7 separate regions of the Mus musculus genome follow, and all the other regions are linked to region 6. Evidence: chromatin contacts called from public promoter capture Hi-C data. All regions are on one chromosome and are shown on one strand. The core of a region is the stretch at or near the end of the contact, and the rest is flanking DNA. Distances in the headings are between cores, read along the strand shown. Region 1 overlaps Wwox (WW domain-containing oxidoreductase). Region 2 overlaps Wwox (WW domain-containing oxidoreductase). Region 3 holds the start of Hsd17b2 (hydroxysteroid (17-beta) dehydrogenase 2). Region 4 overlaps Wwox (WW domain-containing oxidoreductase). Region 5 overlaps Wwox (WW domain-containing oxidoreductase). Region 6 holds the start of Dynlrb2 (dynein light chain roadblock-type 2). Region 7 holds the start of Mphosph6 (M phase phosphoprotein 6).

Evidence for each region. Promoter capture Hi-C pulls out the DNA fragments that hold promoters and counts their contacts.
Region 1: a contact with region 6 is called in a promoter capture Hi-C map of pre-B cells, with 4 times the contacts expected there. The contact joins the enhancer-like site here to the promoter of Dynlrb2 in region 6. A contact is called at or near these places in 6 of 39 promoter capture datasets (the 3T3-L1 cell line, embryonic stem cells, hippocampal neurons and 2 more).
Region 2: a promoter capture Hi-C map of liver shows a contact between it and region 6, with 4 times the contacts expected there. The contact joins the enhancer-like site here to the promoter of Dynlrb2 in region 6. A contact is called at or near these places in 12 of 39 promoter capture datasets (the C10 cell line, the HPC-7 cell line, cranial neural crest and 7 more) and 2 of 9 other capture datasets (adipose tissue and macrophages).
Region 3: a promoter capture Hi-C map of embryonic stem cells shows a contact between it and region 6, with 4 times the contacts expected there. The contact joins the promoter of Hsd17b2 here to the promoter of Dynlrb2 in region 6. A contact is called at or near these places in 3 of 39 promoter capture datasets (embryonic stem cells and stem cell-derived epiblast-like cells).
Region 4: a promoter capture Hi-C map of hippocampal neurons shows a contact between it and region 6, with 4 times the contacts expected there. The contact joins the enhancer-like site here to the promoter of Dynlrb2 in region 6. A contact is called at or near these places in 5 of 39 promoter capture datasets (embryonic stem cells, hippocampal neurons, liver and 2 more) and 2 of 9 other capture datasets (liver and macrophages).
Region 5: a promoter capture Hi-C map of embryonic stem cells shows a contact between it and region 6, with 4 times the contacts expected there. The contact joins the enhancer-like site here to the promoter of Dynlrb2 in region 6. A contact is called at or near these places in 8 of 39 promoter capture datasets (the 3T3-L1 cell line, 3T3-L1-derived adipocytes, the HPC-7 cell line and 4 more) and 3 of 9 other capture datasets (adipose tissue, embryonic stem cells and liver).
Region 7: a contact with region 6 is called in a promoter capture Hi-C map of pre-B cells. The contact joins the promoter of Mphosph6 here to the promoter of Dynlrb2 in region 6. A contact is called at or near these places in 3 of 39 promoter capture datasets (cranial neural crest, liver and pre-B cells).

Annotation. Positions count from the first base shown.
Region 1 is chr8:115,232,791-115,235,841 of GRCm38.p6, reverse strand. All of the region lies in intron 8 of Wwox (WW domain-containing oxidoreductase), which reads right to left. Among named protein-coding and RNA genes, the nearest start is that of Gm39257, 270 kb to the right of the region's middle. Within about 2 kb of position 1,576, at least 74 of the 459 cell types and tissues checked have an H3K27ac peak or open chromatin away from gene starts, as enhancers often do. A contact at or near this core is called in pre-B cells, where this site is marked.
Region 2 is chr8:115,274,258-115,277,003 of GRCm38.p6, reverse strand. All of the region lies in intron 8 of Wwox (WW domain-containing oxidoreductase), which reads right to left. Among named protein-coding and RNA genes, the nearest start is that of Gm39257, 310 kb to the right of the region's middle. Within about 2 kb of position 1,398, at least 51 of the 459 cell types and tissues checked have an H3K27ac peak or open chromatin away from gene starts, as enhancers often do. A contact at or near this core is called in liver, where this site is marked.
Region 3 is chr8:117,700,658-117,703,465 of GRCm38.p6, reverse strand. Hsd17b2 (hydroxysteroid (17-beta) dehydrogenase 2) reads right to left here and starts at 1,520. Exons shown (of 5, transcript NM_008290.2): 1 at 1,203-1,520. The coding sequence starts at 1,470.
Region 4 is chr8:115,158,588-115,161,392 of GRCm38.p6, reverse strand. The region is part of intron 8 of Wwox (WW domain-containing oxidoreductase); the gene reads right to left. Among named protein-coding and RNA genes, the nearest start is that of Gm39257, 200 kb to the right of the region's middle. Within about 2 kb of position 1,297, at least 143 of the 459 cell types and tissues checked have an H3K27ac peak or open chromatin away from gene starts, as enhancers often do. A contact at or near this core is called in hippocampal neurons and liver, where this site is marked.
Region 5 is chr8:115,035,398-115,038,097 of GRCm38.p6, reverse strand. All of the region lies in intron 8 of Wwox (WW domain-containing oxidoreductase), which reads right to left. Among named protein-coding and RNA genes, the nearest start is that of Gm39257, 75 kb to the right of the region's middle. Within about 2 kb of position 1,272, at least 9 of the 459 cell types and tissues checked have an H3K27ac peak or open chromatin away from gene starts, as enhancers often do. A contact at or near this core is called in embryonic stem cells, where this site is marked.
Region 6 is chr8:116,503,569-116,506,268 of GRCm38.p6, reverse strand. It overlaps Dynlrb2 (dynein light chain roadblock-type 2), which reads right to left and starts at 1,254. Exons shown (of 4, transcript NM_029297.1): 1 at 1,220-1,254. The coding sequence starts at 1,222.
Region 7 is chr8:117,800,653-117,803,573 of GRCm38.p6, reverse strand. Mphosph6 (M phase phosphoprotein 6) reads left to right here and starts at 1,600. Exons shown (of 5, transcript NM_026758.4): 1 at 1,600-1,722. The coding sequence starts at 1,672.

The DNA.
Region 1 (3,051 bases), core at 327-2,826, 1.3 Mb after region 6:
CCCAAGGAAACTAAGAAGAAATCCCTTCTTAAAACACACACACACACACACACACACACACACACAGAGAGAGAGAGAGAGAGAGAGAGAGAGAGAGAGAGAGACAGAGACAGAGAGAGACAGAGAGAGACAGAGAGAGAGAGAGAGAGAGAGAGAGAGAGAACCTGAAAAGGAAGTTATTTGAATTATGCACTCCTTTAAGGAGAAAATGCTATCCCACAAGTGGAGACGTCCACACTGAAAAACAGACGTTGTTCTATCCGAGATTTTCAGTGAGCTGCTCTATCAAATGAGTAAGAGCATTCTTAGGTGGGCACCACTGAGTCAGGCACTAGAAGGTACCTTTCAGGTACTCCTTTGCAAAGGTCAAACATTTCCAGATTGTGCTATGACCTTTTGCCGGGTCATCTCAGGTTCCAGAAGCCAAGATCCTAGATTCCCACAACTCCTGATGTCTTCCCTCATGAAGATAGACCTACAGTGGGGAACAAAGAACTGTGCTCCTGAACCTATGGAAGAGCACAAATGTGATTCCAGACAGAAGCCTACTACTGAGGCCACAGTGAGCGTACAAATCAGTGTGTGCCTGAAAGCAGGAGATGAGGGGTTGAATGGGATTCGACGAGTTCTGCCATTGTTTTGTTATAGTGGGAGAAAATTCAAGTTCGAGGGCAGCATATTACAGAAATGATAAGCTGACATTTGGCACAACCAAATAAGACCTTAGGGAGCTCTTAGTGTATAACTGGGAACAATCCACAGCCCGTTCAAGACTTTCAGAGCAAGCAGTGGCCAGGACTCCTGAATCCTGAGGTCCACTGATGCACACGCCCCAGAACTTTGGTACTTGGTGGCTCCCTGCTCCACTATACTCTGCCTCTGCCTCTGTTTGCAGCAACTTCCCACAGAAAAGGTTCCTTCGCACAGCCTCTAGAGTGAGCTTCTAGTTTTTAGCACAGACTTCTGAATGGTTGAGAGCACTTCTCATTCCCAGACATGATTTTTTTATTTGTTTTCTCCTTTCCCAACTAAAAGAAAGTGCATTCCCCAAACCTCCACCCTGCCTCAAGGGTTTTGTCTAGCTGTTCCTTACTGAATATGATCTTGAATAAACACATATTAATGATCGAAGGGATGGGTGGGTGGATGGATGGATGATAGATGGATGGATGGATGGATGGATGGATGGATGGATGATGGATGGATGGATGGATGGTTGGGCTAGATGACCATGAACTGTGGTGTATGCCTCTAGACACCTGTGTACTATTTTATAGCAGAGAGAGAGAGAGAGAGAGAGAGAGAGAGAGAGAGAGAGAGGGAGGAATGTGTAAGGACAGCCTCCCATGAGGCTAGACTCATACCCTGACCCTGGCCCACTCAGACCCACCAAGTTAAGAAATAGCTCTTGATGTGCCTTCCAGTAACATTAATTGTTGGTCATAAAACTTCAAAGCAACAGATATTTATAGCTTGATTAGAGCCCTCTTTTTCCACAGACCCTCACCACAGCACTTTCCAGCTCAGTTCCCATGAGTGTACTGAAAACAGCCTCCTGCCCACTTCCTGTCGAAGCCAGTTCCTTAACCGCCCAGGTCCTGAGGCTGGCTGCCCCCTCCCTTTTGTTCCAGCGTGCAGTCTTTCGGTTTCTCTTGGGTTTTCTCGGTTGGTTTCTTACTTTTTTTAAAAATTTCTTCACTCCTTTTCTCAGGCACCCAGATCCCCTGCTGAACCACCCCCAGAGTCGGCATGTCAACAGGGGCCATCCAGTGAGTGCACGATGGTGCCCTTCTCAAAACAGCCTTCCAGGGGAAAACATGCTTTTTCTGTGAAGTTTCTCAGGGTCCTCCAGACTAAAATGGATAATGGGTTCACTCTTCCTGGAAGCTTGAGAGACCGGAAAAATACTGAGCTAGTGCGACAATTCAAAGATCCTAGCCAGAGGCAACCCCTAGTTTGAGTATAGAAAGGTGGAGTCCTACCATCGAGTGAGTGTGCTTGTGTGCCCTACCTTGCGTGTGTGTGAACTTCCAATGTCATTCTTTAGGCACTCATATATTCATGCTGTTTGGGAGTTTATTTTGTTGGGGGTGGGAGTGGGGGCTTTGTTTTGAGGCTGGGTCTCTCACTGAGTCCTGGGGCTCTTCAATTCTTCTATGCTAACCCACAAGCTCCAAGGATCCATTGGCCTCCACCTCCTCAACTTGGGACCATAAGCATCTGTCACCATCCCTGGCATTTTTTTTAAAAGCATGGGTCCTGAGATCAAATGCAGGTCTCCATGCTTACAAGGCATACTCTACAGATAGGGAAAGGGTCAGAAGCTAGAGAGATGGCTGGCTCAGAAGTTAAAAGTGCACACTGCTCTTGCAGAGGACCTGAGTTCGGCTCCCAGCAGCCACTGCAGGCAGCTCACAACCACCTGTAACTCCAGCTCCGGGAGTTCCATTGTCTCTGGCCTCTGAGAACACCTGTGCACACGTGCCTATCTCCCATAGGCATACATGTTGTTAGAAATAAAACAATTTAAGGTTAATAAGTCTGCTAGGCAGCTAGAACATGACAGAGACATCTCCTGTCTTCACCTTCCAGATGACTTCCTGAAAACGCGATTTTTGTGTGCACCTTGTACATTGAATTTTAGAAGGGTATGGGGGTGCCAAGCTAATTGGACTTGATCCCCTGGCTGATAGTGGTTATGTTCAGGATATGTTGAGTTCATCATGCTCGCTCCCCAAGTTTAGCATTAGGAAGAAAAGTAAACTGAAAAGCTACACAACACAGGGTCTCCTTTGAAGGGGGAAGGTAAACTGTGTGCCCATTCAGCTTTAAAAGGGAGCCTCATGGGCCTTCATTGCTGTCACTGTTCATTGGGGGGATTGTGGTGAATTCTCTTTGAATGTTGGGAGTTCAGCAGAGGGTAATCTCAGCAGCCCACAAGAGATACTAATTGTGGTGATTAATAAGTATTGTGTGGTTCTAAACATGGGCCACATGTTAGAGAAGTGATATACCCACAATTGGAGGACCCTCTCTGTAGATATTATCATC
Region 2 (2,746 bases), core at 149-2,648, 1.2 Mb after region 6:
TGATGGCTCAGTTGGGAGGAGCAGTTGCCATTCCTTTGAAAGACTTGGTTTGGTTCCCAGCACCCATGCTGGGTGGCTCACAACCACCTGTGACTTCAGCTCCAAAGGATCCAACACCCTCTGCTGGTTTCCAAGACCATCCACACACAGAGCAGCATACACATGTAAACATGCACATACGTGCAAAAGCATGCACATGTAAGAATAACTAAAAGAGTAAGCAAATACTAAAAAAATGAATAGTAACTTGAGAAATGGTTCATGATAAGCCGATTCAAAGAAGACACACACATACACACACACACAAACACACACAAACACACACACACACACACACACACACACACACACACACACACACACACACAGAGCCTCTGATTTTATATTGAAACTCAAAATGAAAATTCTTTCCAGTAAACAACTTTCTTCCTGGTTTTCTGTTCAGTGTTAGGTCGGCTGCAGCAGGGAGGGGCCAGTTTCCCTGGTAACAATACTAGCCCTGTGGCTAAACTCAGGCTACCACCCATGATGTCACTGCCCACAGGACATGGCACAATGGGCTTTTGCTGGTACCACTAGCTCTGCAATACCACTGAAACCGTTTCCACCCAACTTCTTTTTTTTTTTTTTAAATCTCTCTAGCCTGTGTTTCATGCCCAGAGACACAGGAAGGTATCACTTTCTAGAAGTCATTTTATAACCCTGTGATTTCCTTGCCTTTCTCCTGTGCCTCCTCCAAATGGAAGCAGTGAGAGGATCCAGGACGCAGCTGATCTGTCCTCTCAGCTGTGGTGAGCCTGTCTAGATCCTGGCCTCTCGAGGACTCTACGCATTTGTGGAATGAGTGGTGGCCCATCCTTGCCATTCTTCAGGAAGTGGGACAGTGCCATGTGGCCACTTCTTCCCCGTCACTCAAGACAACCCAAGTGCCCTGAGACCCTTTTGCCCTTCTGTCTAGACAGGCACAGCAGAAAACATTTACCATTAATTGATTTTGTTTGGGTAATTCCATACATGTCTATACAGTGTACTCTGGATATTCATTCCTCCCCCCCCCCCCCCCCTCTTAGCTGTTTCCCACCTCTGCCAATGGCCCCTCTTCCTAACAAAACTCTTCTGCACAATTCCTGAGCCACCGCTGATTTTTAACCAAGGCCTTCTCCAATGACCACGGGTTTGGAGTTATCCACTGGAGCCTGGCAGGCTCAACAAAGGGGTGCACGGCTGAAAATAACAACCATCCCTCCCAGAATCCACCAGTTCAGGAGCAAAGGTTAACTTTCAGGTTTCTCTCCCAATGTAACGAGCCAATTCAAGCCACATCAAGAGTATGAGGGCGGGTTTATTGAGAGGCAGCTCTCAGATGGATTCACTGATTCATGGGTAGAGGTCAATGGAGTCACATGCCCAGGCTAAAGCAAGGGAGTTTTATTGGTCTTGGGTGTGGGGTGGGTGGTGACCATGGTCACTTTTGGGTGGCTTTTCAGAAACATGGAGACAAGGAGTGATCCGGGCTTTTCTGCTTGAGAGCAGGGGGCGGGGTTTGAGGAAGAAGAACAAACGGGGTTTGTTTGTGCAGGGGTGGGGGTTGGGGGTGGGATGAGCAGGTGGGATGTTTTAAATTTAGAGTCTTTTAGAGTTCAAACGATCAGGTAAAACTTCTTTCTGATGAAAATGAGAATTTTGAAAGTGCTTGTTTCCTCCAACCAAAGATTTATGCCAGCAGGTCAAAGACCTGTGTTCGCTTTGTAAAATTCGTTTGGTTTTGATTTTCTCTTGTAGAAAGTGGGAGATCTAACCAGCTCTATTTCAAACCCAGGACCCAAGCACCCTTCCTAGTAGGGACATTGAAAGAAAAGGCCACAGAGACCTCCTATGTGGAAACCATTTGAGTAACAAGAAGTGTTTCTGGATAACTATGAGTCTGTTCATTTTCAGACTGGTGTGTTGCAACCTGTCCCCTCGGTCAAAAGTATTGACATCCATCTAATGACACAAGTAGATGTCATGTTCTCCATATCACTCATCCTGAAAGCTTAAGTTTCCTAGATAAGAGGTGCAGGCAAGATGAGCAGGCACACGGTGTTCTCTGAAGCAGGCTGGCCTCTACGCCTATACATGAAGACGTGTGTGGTGTGTCTTAATCACGAATGTGGCAGTTAGCAGGCTGCAGGCTACTTGCTGTCTTCATACAGGCACAGAGGGGAGAGATCTGCGTGAAGTTCAAGAGGAATCAAGAATTGGCATCGTTTTCTGCTGATTTCCCAGAGAGCAAGAGTCTGGTGAATTCCAGAAGGTGCCATGCTGGAGGGCACACAAAAGACTAGCTAAGCACTCATCACTACCAAGAGGGCAAAAAATATAAGGGCTGATGGATGCTGGTCTGGGGGATGTTGGTTTAGGGGATGCTGAGCTGGGACTGCCATTAGTACCCCCTGTAGAAATGAACTCAGTTCTAAGAACAGCAGCATCCTGTGTGTCACCGACCAAAGAACACAGAAGTTTCAAGATTCTGTTGGCCACCCGGCTCATCTGTCAGACTGAATGGACTGCATTTTAGGGACATATCCCTAAACCTACTTTTAGGTATAATGTCTGAGTTCTGTATTCCTGGGCAAGACTGGTGCACTTTGTCAGTTTCTTGGGACTACAGATGAGATCTTTTTAAAAGAAAAAGAAAGAAAACAGGTAAGAAGCTTAGTACTTCCAACAGCGCTGAGATGCAAGGCACTGTAAGAAAACACAC
Region 3 (2,808 bases), core at 271-2,770, 1.2 Mb before region 6:
CCAAAAGGATAAAATGGGGAGTGGCTGAGGCACACACCCAGGATTGACCTCTGATCCTCAGAGAGAGAAAGATAAAGACAGACACAGACAGACAGAGACAAACAGAGACAGACAGAGACAGACGTGTACTTAATGGTTCTGTCTTCTTTCGTACAACTGGGAAATACAATAACTACTCGACTTCACTGTTGTATCTTAAACTCAGAGAAGCTGATGTCCTGCCCTTCCACACCCCAGCCAGAACCAAACCGTGCTCACAAGAAGAATCTTTGTTACTGGATTTAAAGTAAAAAAAAAAAAAAAAAAATTGATTCATCAGTCCACGAGTCCCCTGCTGACCACAGCCAGGGGCCCCAGCCACAGGTGATGACTTCCTTATGCAGGGGTGACACCCTCCTCACAAGGTGACTCTGCCGATGGCCTTTCCTCTTCTTTCCAGGCCTTTCTGGGTTAGGATCACTTGAGGGAATTCTAGTTGCAGCTTTCACCAAACAAACCCGTTTTACAACTCCAAGGAATCTAATTTGGCCGCCTCGCGCTTACTGCAGAAGAGCCTGCAGAAGAAGTGAGAGGCTGGCAGCTCAGCTAATGAGCAGCTAGCTCCGTGTGCACGCACTGCCAGTTTGATCTAATTAAGAAGCACTAATACACTAATGACATATAGAGAAAAGGTTCAAACAGGACAACAGGGTGGTTCGTGGTTCGGGACAGCAGCCTGGCAAATTGCAAAGGCTCAAAGTACAGTGGCGTCCCTAGACACACAGTATTGTGCCAAAGCTGACTGGCCACCTTCCTTCCATACATAGAGGGGTGACCAGGCCTAGGACCTAGATAAATAGTCACCTCAGAACAGAATAGCAACCAAGCCTGAAGAAGTCTGTCAGGTATTTCCTGGTACAAGAACACACGTGAAATGATGCTGTTTTACTTATTTATATTTATTCCTAGGAAATTAACACACTCATTGTATAGATCTGTGGCCCTGAGCAATTGTCACGTTTTGTCTTACCACTGGCTCCTTCCAAAGCCCATCCAAACCAAAGGACACGCAAAAAGGCAGTGAGAACCACTCGGGTATGTGCTGCCTGTCATTCACTCTAAGCACTTCCCACTCAAGCCAAAACTGACAGTGTCCCCCCACTGAGGACAGAGAGTATCAGACTCTTCTCCGCAGGACAATCACAGGAATGCTGGCCACTTACCTGTCACCAGCACGGCCTTTTGATCCACAGGTAACAAGTCTTGGTCAGATGAACTCATATACAGAAGAAGGAAGCAGGCCACGGATAAGAGGAACAAGGTGCAGAGGAGGGACAGACTGAGCAGGCAGGCACCTCCCCAGAGGCCAGCGAGACACACCGCCTGGCTCCGCAGCTGCCTGCCACTCCGGCATCCGCAGAGAAGCGTGCCCCCCAGCACTGCAGCGGCAGCCAAGCAGAGCCATGCTGACTCAGAGGCAAACGGGCTCATTCTCCACTGGCCTTCACTTGCTCTGGGCCAGTGAATACTGTGAGTGCAGAAGCTGGCTGGAGGCAGCCCAGGCTTATATGAAGGGAGAGGCAAGCGGGAGGGGGGAACGACAGCCCCCGCACCCTTTGAACAAGCATGTTAAAGGTAGTGATAGGGGAGACTACTCCCAGGATGTAATTTAAACTGTGCACTGTGATATAAATACCTGCTCATTCCCCTAAGGCACTCAACACTTACACATGAGCACACGTACACACACAAACACACACACACACACACACACGTACACACACACATACACACACACACAAATATACACACACCTACACAGACATATAGACATACACACATGCACATACACACAAATAGGCACATACACACAAATAGACACACACACATCGTAACACACAGACATAATACACACACGGACATACACACACATACAGACATACACACACTTACACATACACACATACACGCACGCGCACACGCACCCTCCCACCTGACAGATGTTTACTCAGATAATGATTGACAGACTTGGAATCACAAGAAGACAATCTCCTTTGGATGTGCCCTCTCTGTGTTGGTTGAGTTCTTTTGCTAACTCCGAGTGTATCTGTATGTGTGGCTGTGAGTGTGTGTGTGTGTGTGTGTGTGTGTGTGTGTGTGTTATCCAGGTAATCAGTGAAGCTTGGAAAGTGGATTCTAAGAAGAGAGCATCCCCGATCTGGCCTGTATCTGGAGGACTACTGCCAACTGAGACAGGTTAAGGGCTCAATGAGCCAAAAAAAGGCTCACCTTAGAGGCAGATGGAAGGTGCCTGTGTCTTCCCAGAGGGCAGTTGTGCCAGAGAGAGACCATAGCAATGACAATCAGACTGAGAGAAGCTGTCAGAACCAGTGCTCTGCTCAATTCTGACTCAGTCTACCCTGTTGGAGGCTCTGTTCTTGGTAGTAGGACTCGGTCTCCGAATAGGATGTCCTTACAACATTTCTATTCGTGTGGCAATAACGAGAGAGGCAATCAATAGGAGACTAGAGAGATTAGGAGCCGGAACGCAGCAGGGTGTCAATCCCCGGCATTGCCCTTTGAACCACCCACTGTCTGCTTTCGGTCAAACACAGAAAAGCAACCCCTCCTGTGCTAGTTCCTCCTTTTGCCCAGCTTGCATCTTACACAATCCTTTGTTAGAGTCAGCTTGTAAACTAGAAAATTCAGGCTGGGAGAGGCTGTACTTTATCCAAGAGCAAGGAATCTGAATCCACACACCTGTGACTCACCAGCTCAAGAGCCCTTCTGTAAAAACTGGAGAGATAGTTCAGTCTCTATATATAGGTA
Region 4 (2,805 bases), core at 48-2,547, 1.3 Mb after region 6:
TAATTGATTTGTTAATGAGCCCCAAAGTCTCAAGACTTCTGTGAGCGAAAGGCAGTTTGGAGTGAACGCTATGTTACAGTTGAGGTAGTAGGTACTGTTCAAACAGCTCTTGCTTTGAAGGCGTGGTCCCAAAATAATACTCAGAGGTGGAGCTTCGGAAAATAATTGGATCATTAACGGCTCTGGCTGGCTTAATCATCAGGCTAATTCACTGATCGATTCATACTTTGACAACTTTATGGGGAAGCAAAAGAGACTAGAAGATTAGACCTACTTGGGCTAGGCAGATACTAGGGAGCATGGCTTTGAAGGTCACACCCTGACTCTGACCCCTGTCCCAGCGCCATCCCCCGTCTTGCTGCTTCCTGACCTCCATGAAGTGAGCAGCCCTGACCCTGAGGTGGCAGCTAGAAGCTAGCTGAGTCACCCTGGGTTAGCACTGGGACCCGGTCAAACAAAATCAGGGTCCTTATCTCTTAGAAGGATCTGCTATGGGGACAAAGAGGATGCAGACCACAGACACCCAGATGGCTTACAAAATGCAGCTACAAGTTCTTCAATAGTCTTCCCACCAGGAAGTAGAGCCTTATGTCCCCCTGCATTGAATCCCAGTGTGCCAGGGATGGTAAACTCACTATAAGGTCTCCTCATATGGTGAGAGGAAGTGGCTTCCTGTGATGTCCAAGGTCAGTCGGAGAAGACCTTGCCATGGCAGCTATGAGGTGTACGCCCTACAAGATCCAACCTCTCTAAGACCACCACGCTAAAGAAGCCAGAGGCGGAGCCCCCCACTTAGCCACTCATGCAGTAAGAAAGGTAATTATGGGCTAGCCCACCCACCAATCACCCCGTGACCTTTGCCCCATAGCCAACAGATTGAGAGACAAAGCAATCCCTACCCCCCCCCCCAAAAAATTGAGCCAGAAAATGATGGGATTTAATAAAAACAAAAACAAAAAAATGCATTGGTTGTTGTCTACTAGTAGCACGTGGGGCGCTTTGTAACTCGGGAACAGATAAATGACAGGGGCCAGACTCCAGGGATGTCGAGATAAAATGAAACCATATACACTACATTCCCAGTACACAGCGGGCTCTCGGCAGCGGCGGATGTCAGATCACGTCCCATTCCTGGTGACAATAGACTTGATTGCCTTTCAGTTTCACTGCCTATTTTTATACTGTGCGACGCTAAATCGTAAATTACAAGCAGCTTAGCAGCCTCTGATTCCTACCCAGCACTCTGGGTTTTATTGGGCTCTCAAAGTTAGAGAAAGGCGCACATGGAAATTGGAGCGGCTCCTCTGCTCTCCTCTAGGGGCTCTGGAAGGAGGTTCTTCAGCCGGAAACTCCTAGCTTCTGACCGTGCTTCGTGCCCCCCCACCCCCACCCCTCAACTTCCACTCCCCGGTGGCAGGCACACCACGGTGAACAGGGGGCTTTCTGCCGGGAAGTTTGCAAGCGTTTTTTCTGAGCAGTATTGGTTTTCTTTTTTCTAGCCGGCGTAGATTTGTGAGCTGCAATGTGTTCCTGCAGGAAGGAGGCAAGCAGCCTCCCTTGGCAAGTCTCACCATGAAGTTATTTCTCGGATCCGCATCTAGAATTGGTTGTATAACTTGGTGATTGCCAGAAAGCATTTGGGAGCCAGATGGGTCTTGGCATGAACCCTGGCTCTTTTCCTTCCAGATGGAGAGAACTTGGGGGCAGATTTTTGTTAAAAAAAAAAAAACAAAACAAAACAAAAGGAAAAAAACCTCAGTTTACACTTTTGAGAAATGGGACTAATCATAGTGCCCTCTGGTAGTGCATTTGGGAAGCCTCAACTAGGTAAATACTCGAGGCCCTGCTCGAAGTCGGAGCTCACAGTCATTTTTCTGCTAACAGGAATCCTCATCGCTGGAGGCTACCCCGGCGAAAGTTGTTGGACTTGGCTCAGAAAAGCATAAGACGCCTGTGAGATTAGAAATTCGGATACAGAACGAACAGCATGCTGGTGTATACTAGACACTCCGGAAGCCCGGTGGCCTGCTACCGAACGCATTTGCTGCTACTTCTCGTAAAGCACGCCCCCCCCCGTTTTCCTGAGACCCCCCCTCTGCGGGATAGATGATGGCCATTGGTATTTACAATGAAGAGCAATCATTCAGCGTCTGGATGGAGGGCTCACCCAAGAGCTGCTAAACAGAAAGCTCTCATCTCTGTTTTCTCATCTTTAATACAAACTCCCATCCTCCATCTCCCTTCCTCCAGCCTCCAGCCTAATTCTGAACACCCCCACCCCCACCCCCACCCCCGGTAATGAACATTAGCTGGGAGGATGCTCTGGAAAAGCCGAGCTGGAAAAAGTTTCTCTGGAGCCCCACTGCCGCAGTCATTACATAACCAGCTCCCTCCAGCAGCAGCCTGAGGTTCGCTGTGGAGATGCTTCCATTTGTAGCCTCTCCAAGTTCCTCTGGTGCAGCGGCCCCCTCCTTCCAAGTCCCTTCCCCTCCTCTCTCTTCATGCCTGAGGTCTGGCTCCACTGGAAGCCACCCCCCCCACACACACACACACGCCACTCGCTCATTTTTTTCCACATAATATACTGCAGTTTATTACATAAGTGATTTATTGCATGCGTCTTAATGTATAAGGGGCAAAAAGTTGTTTAAAATAAATCCAACTGAGAGGATAATCTCTGTGGGCAAAATGTACTTGGACTTAATTTCTCTACTGGGTATTATACACTATATAATTGCCTTAAACAGAAGCTGCACACACAAATTTAGCTTGGCACCGATATCTGGCTACACGGAACACTCAAGT
Region 5 (2,700 bases), core at 23-2,522, 1.5 Mb after region 6:
CTCTTTTCTGTCTCTCTCTATGCTGTATTTAATACATTTGAAAAGCTTAGGTGAAAAATATCCTGTTGTCAGGACCTTAAGATTCCATACTTTTCAAATGGGTAGGTGATTGGACGTGTGAATTTAAATTAATTCTGGGCCCAGGGGCTTCGCTCAGTGGCAGAGCACTTGCCTAGTGCTGCCCTGGGTTCAATCCCAGAAACCAAAAACACACAAATAAAGTGCTAAACAAACACAGACTCTTCTAACTGGGTGATTAGCAAGGAGTCAGAGTTTTAGTAAAATTTCACAACGTTCAGGGCAGAAGCCTGTGGTGGTATGAACTAGAGATTCTCTCTGCTCAGGCACTTTGTAGGGAGTGGAATGACTGGATGGTCAAGGTTAGGCTAAGAACTCTGACTGAGAGGCGCCAGCCCTCTGAGAGTCAGCAGGTAAGGCAGTGAAAGTGAAGAACCTTCCAGAACAAGTCTTAACCCCATGAAGACTTATCAGAAAGTTGCTTAAGAAATGTATCAGGAATGAGGCTGCCAATCAAACCATGGAGGAAGAGATGGACTTTAGGCTAGATTGGAGCGAGCACTTCTTACCTTTTTATAGCATGAATGCTCGCCAGTGCATAACCTTTGCTGGGGTCTTGGTGCAAACTGTCATCTCAGTTCTCAATTTCCATAGTTATGTTTTTTTAACAATCAAGAATTTTTCAAATGTGTATCTATTTTTTTTCCCTTAATTTCTTTGTCGTTTTCTTTGGCCACTGTGTTTCTGTGGGAGGAATCCTACTTCTCCCTTTAATTTGTACAAATTCTGTATATTTTGGAGCAAATTATTTAATGTGTGCTGTGTATGTACTTGAGCATGTACACACACACACACACACACATACACAGACACACACACACACATCCTATTCAATTTCATAACATACTAAACTTGAAAACAAGATTAAATTATACACTGGTTTACCACAGTTATCCGAAAGAGATTGACCTTATTTCTATTTTACTATAAAATCACTGTAACTTCTTATATTGGCTGCTACTTTTCTCATCACTGTGACTGAATAACTGACGATAAGCAATTTAAGGGAGGGAGGGCTACTCTAGCCCACCGTGTGAGGGTGCAGCCCATCTTGGTGGAAAAGGCAGGCTATGGCAGAAGTATGAGAAGGCAGCTCTCATGCTACACTGTTTGTATTCACTCTAGACCCCAGCCTATAGGATGCTGCTACGCACATTTAGGGCGGGTCTTTTCCCCTTGATTGATCCAACCTAGAAATAACCTCAGGGTGAGATTTGTATCCAAGGTGACTCTAGGTCTCATCAACTTGAGGATACAGTGTCATCTGCCCTGGAAACCTCTTTTAGCCCCTCTCCCATTAACTGAACCAGGGCGGCTGTAAGCCTTGGTGTTGGGACCTCTGCCTTAGCACAGACTGACCAGGGCAAAGACCTGGAGGAACAGTGTTGAAGGAACAGTCATGCTTGAGACACACATGGTGTAAAAGCTTACCCACAGGATGCAAGTGTCCTCTAGGAGGCTCACTGCTGAACAAGCTCACCCTTTCTAGTTCTTCCTGAACCCTAGATGGCTGGTTCAACTCCGCTGTTCTGGCTCAAACTCCCCTCTAAGCTGACTGATTCAACCTGACTTCTCTAGGCTTTCTCGCTGAATTGCTCTGCTTGGCCTCATACTAACTCTGGCAATTTATTCTAACCTTCTAGCTCCTTACTCTCTGACTACAACGGCCTCTGCTGACCCGCACTGGACTGCCTGAGCTCATGAATGGACTCAGCTCCACCGCACTCACTGCACTGACTCGCTCTGCCTGGCTCTTAAGTTGCTTCCCCCTTTCTCTCTGTTCCCCTGAGAGTTGGGCGTGTCCAACGTTTCAAACATGGCTAATTTTACCTTAAAGATGCGTGCTGAGGGCGTGTCTGCATTCCAGCAGGACCACACAGACCTACCCTTGCCAGAGCAGTCACTTTGCTGGATTAAAATTCCTCTACACAGGAAGAGGGAAACTGAGGCAGAAGAGGGAAGCAATAGTTTCCTCCCATCTATCCACCGACACACAAGAGTTCATTTAACCTTGGCAATGACCCTGAGAGGATCTCTGTACACTCCACATGGGGAGGACTGCATATATTCCCCATGGTTAACTTAGTCTATACTGAGACTCTGACAGGTGTAGCTTCACATAGGAAGGTAACGTAAACATCACTCCTAGTGCCTGGGGGGAATTTTCTTGCTCGGCAGATTTACAAATTGGAATTGATCTTCCTTCAACCTGTTTTGCCAAAGTTTCTATGAAGGGAACCAGCAAGAGATGGGTGCCTTTCATATCACCTGTGATTAAACTTGCCGCATTTGTCTTCAAACAAAAGTGTTTTTTTTCCCCTGCCCGTAACATATAATTTTAGTCAGCTAACACTAAATTAGACACCCACTCAGATTTATTATGATAAGAACATTCAGTAAGCTAATTTCAAGATGATGACTCCTATAAATTCTTATAATTTATTATTTAGTACTTTGGTTTTTAATCATTAAGTACGTGAAGACTTTGTAGGTCAAACCTGTATTAATGAAGACAGTAATCTATTTTTCAAACTCTGCTTCTCATCCACCTTTCAAATTGTAAATTAACAGAAATAGATTTAAACACACTTGTAAGAACAAAGGCAATAATTGGGGGAGTAG
Region 6 (2,700 bases), core at 5-2,504:
TTTCCCACCACCAGGGCAGGTGTCTTTTGAGGAAATGTCAGGCTGGATTAGTGGCTTTCCTCATGGTGGACACTGGTAACATTTAATTTAGCATGTTCTTTAAACTACACCATGGCCCAAAGCTTGGAGAAATGCATCTGCAGAGGCCACCCCAGGTCACAAACGGGCTGTCACAAATAAAGAGGACTGTGAAAACAAAGGAAGAGAGCATATGTTTACATTTCAGTAACACGAAAGCTCTGAGCCTGAGGTGTCCTCTGGAAAGGAAAAGGAGACATCGCCAGTGACAGTAATAGCAAGAATCTGATAGTGCCAGGGACTTGTTTTGTCTCATACACAGCCTGGGACAAAACCAAAACCAAACCAAACCAAACACCAAAACCAAACAACAAACAAACCAACCCAACCGACCAACCAAGAAAACGCAAACCCCAGTAAATGTAGACATTTTTTTCTTGGGGTATCTCTCTGACACTTGGCATTTCTTGGTCTCCTTATGTCTGGCACAGAATACTCACAAACCAGCCCAGTTCTGATCGCCTTAGGGGCTCCTCAAAGTCACGGACCTCTCCTCCCTTCCTCCACTGCTCCTCTCAGCTCTCTGCTCCTCACCTTTCCTCTCCTCCAAGGTGGTTCTCTTCTGACTCCCAGACCCCTATTGCAACCTCCTGTGTCCCCAGGCCACTCCTGTGCCTCTCCTCCTCTCCCCTTCACTCTCCTTCCCTCCTCCTCCTCTCCCTTTCCCTTTTCTCCAACCCTTTTCCTTCGTTTCTTTCTCTCCCATCCCCTTCCTTCTCTTCTCTTCCCCTTTGCCTTTCTTTTTCCCTTTCCTTTTTTTTTCTCTCTTCTCTCTCCTTCCTTTTCTGTGCAGGCGAGGTTGGGGTAGCATCCCACCTTCCTCCCCGCGTTCTCTCTCCATTCCTCGCCCCCCCTCCTAGTTTTTATTTCTTCCCTCTTTGTCTCTTACTCATCTCCCAGCCCCCTTCCCATTTTTTTGTTCTCCTGGTCTCCTTCTTTCTCAGCTTGGGATCTTTCTTTCTTTCTCCACCTCTGTCATAGCTCTTTGCAAACTTTTCTGGCTCCCAGATTCATCTCAACACCTCCCGTTTTTTCAATAGCGCCCTTTCCAGCTGTCATCCAGTAAATGGTGAGACCCTCCCAGGACAGCTGTGCACATGAGTCTCCCCCTCTACCCTTCTAGACAAGAACTCAGATTTACCATCGCGCCTGTGGGACAGCTCCTGGCTCAAGTCTGAGTTGCAGTTTCTGTGGATGTCAACAACGCTTCCCCCGTTGCTAGGCAACCAGGCAGGAAGTGGCTTTCTGAAAGCTATGGGCTGCGCCTGCGCAACGGTTAGGCTGTTTCTGAAGCCGGCTTTTCCGCCCTGCATGTGGCAGGTTGCTTTGCAGCCTAGCAAAAGAAGGCAGGCACGGACGTTCCTTCCCAGGAACCTCAAGGCGATGGGGTCGTGGCAGGATACAGTCTCTCCTGGGTTTAACTTTTCTTCTTTTTCATGCTTTCTGGAGATGTGGCCGGCACTTGTCCCTGAGTCAGGCAAGTGTAGGTAGCCACTTGACCGCCCCCACGTGAGATATATGATACACACATGGGTGCCAATAATACCATCCTGAGATATAGAACTATCCATGTGGGAAACAATAACACACTGTGGATATGGTAGCACGCAGGGAAGGTGCTCATGTCCTAAAACCAACCGATTTCACTTTATCTCTGAGAATTTGGTACTAGAGCTGAGCCGATCTAGAAAGGGTTTGTTCTGCTGCTGTGATAAACAAACAAACAAACAAACAAAGAGCAACTTCGAGGAGAAAGGGTTCCGTCTAGCTTACAATTCCAGGTCGCAATCATTGTGGGAAGGCAAGGCAGGAGCTTGAAGAATCTAGTTAGATCCACACTCAGCAGGGGGAGAGAATGAGAGAGGGGGGAGGGGGAGAGGGAGAGGGAGAGAAAGGGAGGGAGCGATAGAGGAGGGAAAGTAAGAAAAAGCAGAAGAGAAAGAGGGAGGAAGGAAGAAAGAAGGAAGAGGAGGAAGCCTTTATCCACAGCTGTGATGGGAGGCAAGCAGGATTCCAGCAGGAGCAGCTCTGGCAGGAGAACAACAGCTCAGAGAGAAGTGGCCAAAGTGACTTCCAACCAGCAGTAAAGTCTGATTCTGCGCATAGGGAATCAATGGGGGAGAACGGGAGCCACTTTCTCCTCATCGACCTTTCCCTCCAATGATTTCTCGGAGGTAGCTTGGTTTAATTTTGATGCCTTCTCTTTGGGGTGGGACTATGATGGATATCCAAGGTGGTGCTTTATAAAGCGCCTTGAAGGAATCCAACATGTTCTCGGGCCCCGTCCTAGGTACTGGGAATTCTTTCCACCCCTTCCACCACCTCCCAACTCTCCCCCTTCCTTTAAATTCATGCTAAGTGCTAAATAACCTTCAACTCCACTGAAAGTGTTAGTTACTAAAACTTGCAAGCACTTGGAAAAACCAAACCGTAGGCATATTTTACTCTTCCTTGCCCTTAACTGTCAAAAACCAGAACTTCCTTCCCAACAAGAGGGGGTCTCTCTTGTTTGTTGACTGTCTCCATTCTGATAGAATCGCAGTAATGCTGTGACCTTGAGTTTCCCCTTGGTATCTTATTTACTTTTCTATGTAGCTTTGGCACTCTTTTGGCAACCATTGA
Region 7 (2,921 bases), core at 351-2,850, 1.3 Mb before region 6:
AGGGGGTGTTGGGTGTCGGCTACATGTATTTCTTATAGTCATGACCAAGGTAGTAGTAGTTTTGGCTTCTCTGGGGCTTCTTTCCTTGGCGTGTAAATGGTCTTTCTTTTAGCACACACACCTCTGGTGCACTCAGAAGTTTTCATCTTATGACAGGAGGCTGAAGATTTAGCTAAGTGGTAAGCTTAGTGTGTGGCTGTAGGTTTCGTCTACAGCACAGGGGAAGAAAGGCTACCAGCCACACTGGATGTGGGTTCGTCCTAAAGGTTGTCTCTTGAAAAGCCCTGTCTCCAAACACAGTCACATTTTGAAATAATGGGGGTCAGGACTTCAGTATTTGAATGGAAGGAGACATAAGTCTGCCATATATGGTTAGTCCGGTAACAAGATAGCAGGATTTTTATTTATTTTATTTTTTATTTTTGGTACATTCTACCACCAAGGCTTCATATAACGATATTTTCTTGACTTTCAAGCCTTCCCACTTTGATCTGAAGAGGGCCACCCTGGATTAAATTTAAAGTGACCCTAAAAGTCACTGGCTGCAGCCATTTTCTTCCTTCCACGGTATTTACTGCTTTCTAATGTAGCTCCAGGAAAGGGTGGGAATGTGTCTTTAGCCCCTTGGTGCTCACCCATGTCTCACTGACAGTTATGAGTAAATGTGTTTCTGTAACCACTTAACACATTATGTCTTTATTTACTCCACTGAGAAAACCTGCAGGGCGTTTAATATCCGGAATGCTTTATGAATCTCGACTTTACCACTTCTCCAGCGGGTTGCTTATTACATGCCAGTGATGTGTCCTTCCGTATACTTACGAGGTACGGCACCACAACTTGTGGAAGTCCATTCTGCCCTTCCATCACGGGGGTCCCGGGGATCAAACTCATGTCCTCCTCGGGCTTGGCAGCAAGTGTTTTCACCCATTAAACCACCCCTGGCCCCTTCACAAGTTGTCGCCTTGCGTACAGCTCTTGCTAGTTCCTGCCATTCTTCCCATTCCAGAAGGAAATCCTTCAGGCTCCAAGATGCACAGCGAACAGGTGTATGCATATTCATCAGTCTTCCACGGTTTGTGTGCAGCCCTACAGCTATCACGCAGCCTGGGTTTGTGACCACCTCCTTCACTCTGGGACAGAGCATAGCGACACCAGCGGCTCAGGGCTACTGAGAGTTCTAGAAAACACGCTTCATAGAAAGCCACCATTCGTATTTTTAAAACTTTTAAACTCTGGCAGCAACCTCAGCGGCCTCAGCTAGGACCTCAGCAAGGAACTTCCAGACCGGGTCGTTAGGGAGTCCTCGGGTGTCGTGGAGGCCCCGCCTACAGCTCCAGCGTCCTCCCCTTAATCCGCCTTTCCTGAGTTTAGCCCTGGGACCCTGAATCGCAGTCGCCCCGCGGTGGCCCGAGCTCTTACCACAGCTCTTTGCGGAGAGACGCGCTCCGGGAGCTGGAGAAGCCAGAAGCAGCTCCGAGCACTAGGGCGGGGCAGCGCGATGGGTGTGCCTAATCGGGGGCGTGGCAACGGCGCGGGGGCGGAGCTAAAGCTCTGCCACGCCTGTAAGCGACGTGGCCCGGGCGGGTCTAGAGCGTCGTCTTATCTAGCTCCGCTCTTGACCGTGCGCAAGCGCAGTGCGGCGGGAAAGCCTCTGCAAGTGCGTCCAACATGGCGTCGGAGCGCAAGACTAAGTTATCCAAGAACCTGCTGCGCATGAAGGTGCTGAGGTCGGGAATGCTGGGTTGTCGGGCGGGGAGGCTGCTGAGCTCCGAGATGTTCCGTAGTGGGACTCGGGCCGAAGCGATGGGCAGACTGGCTCGGGATGGCCGCGGCCAGCGCACCCCATTCATTCGCTCAGCCTGCGGGCCTTTGGGCACCAGGGGTGAGATTTTGCTTAGCCTGATGTGGGGAGGGAGCCTGCACAACGTTCATCAGAGCCTGCAGAGTTGAGTGCTGTGGTGGCTTTAGTGTCTGGGCCGCCTGGGAAGTTAGACTTCTCGCGAGAAGTGGTCCCTAAGGAGGAACAACGTGAGGGATGGCAGGTAGTGTCCTAAACTGAGGGAAAGTGAGTCCAGAAGCTAAGAAGGAGAAAATCAGGGACGTTGCAAAGAACTAAAGGTAGCTCGGACGTCTGAAAGACAAGGAGCATAAAATGAGGCTGGAAATCTTAGTGGTCACACATCCAAGGAATTGTAAGCCAGGCTGAAGTTTTGTTCCTGTTGCCTCATGAGCAGGAGGAAACTGTTTTCTGAGTTAATTGCTTTTTGTTTGTTTGTTTGTTTGTTGGGGGGGGGGGGGGTCGAGACAGGGTTTCTCTGTGTAGCCCTGGCTGTCCTGGAACTCACTCTGTAGACCAGGCTGGCCTCGAACTCAGAAATTTGCCTGCCTCTGCCTCTCCCAAGTGCTGGGATTAAAGGCGTGCGCCACCACGCCTGGCTAGTTATTGTTTTTTTAAGGCCACTTTAACTGAACTGTGGATGATGGTTAATCAGAAAGGCCCAGCCCAACAACGTGAAAGCTCACAGCCAAAAGGATGAGCTAAAAAAGTTCCTGTGTTCTGGGTGAAGGTTGTCTTCGTGGTGGGAATGGAGAAAATGTTAGTGGGGTGAAATGAGTTCTCCACTAACTTTTAAACAAAATGAGTTTCCCTTTGTGTGTGTGCATGCATAGCTGTATATATACCATGTGTGTTCAGGTGCCTGCGAAGGCCAGAAGAGAGTGTTGGAGCCCCTGAAACTGGAGTTTTAAGTCAGCAGGTATGAGTACCAGGACTTAGGCAAGAGTCAAGGGTGCTCTTAGCCACTGAGCCAACTTCCCCAGCCCATGATTTTTAAATTTGAAGTTGAGCCAGCTGAAGTGGCTTTGATGGCACACATTTGTAATCCCAGCACTTGGGAGGTGGAGGCAGGAGCTTAATT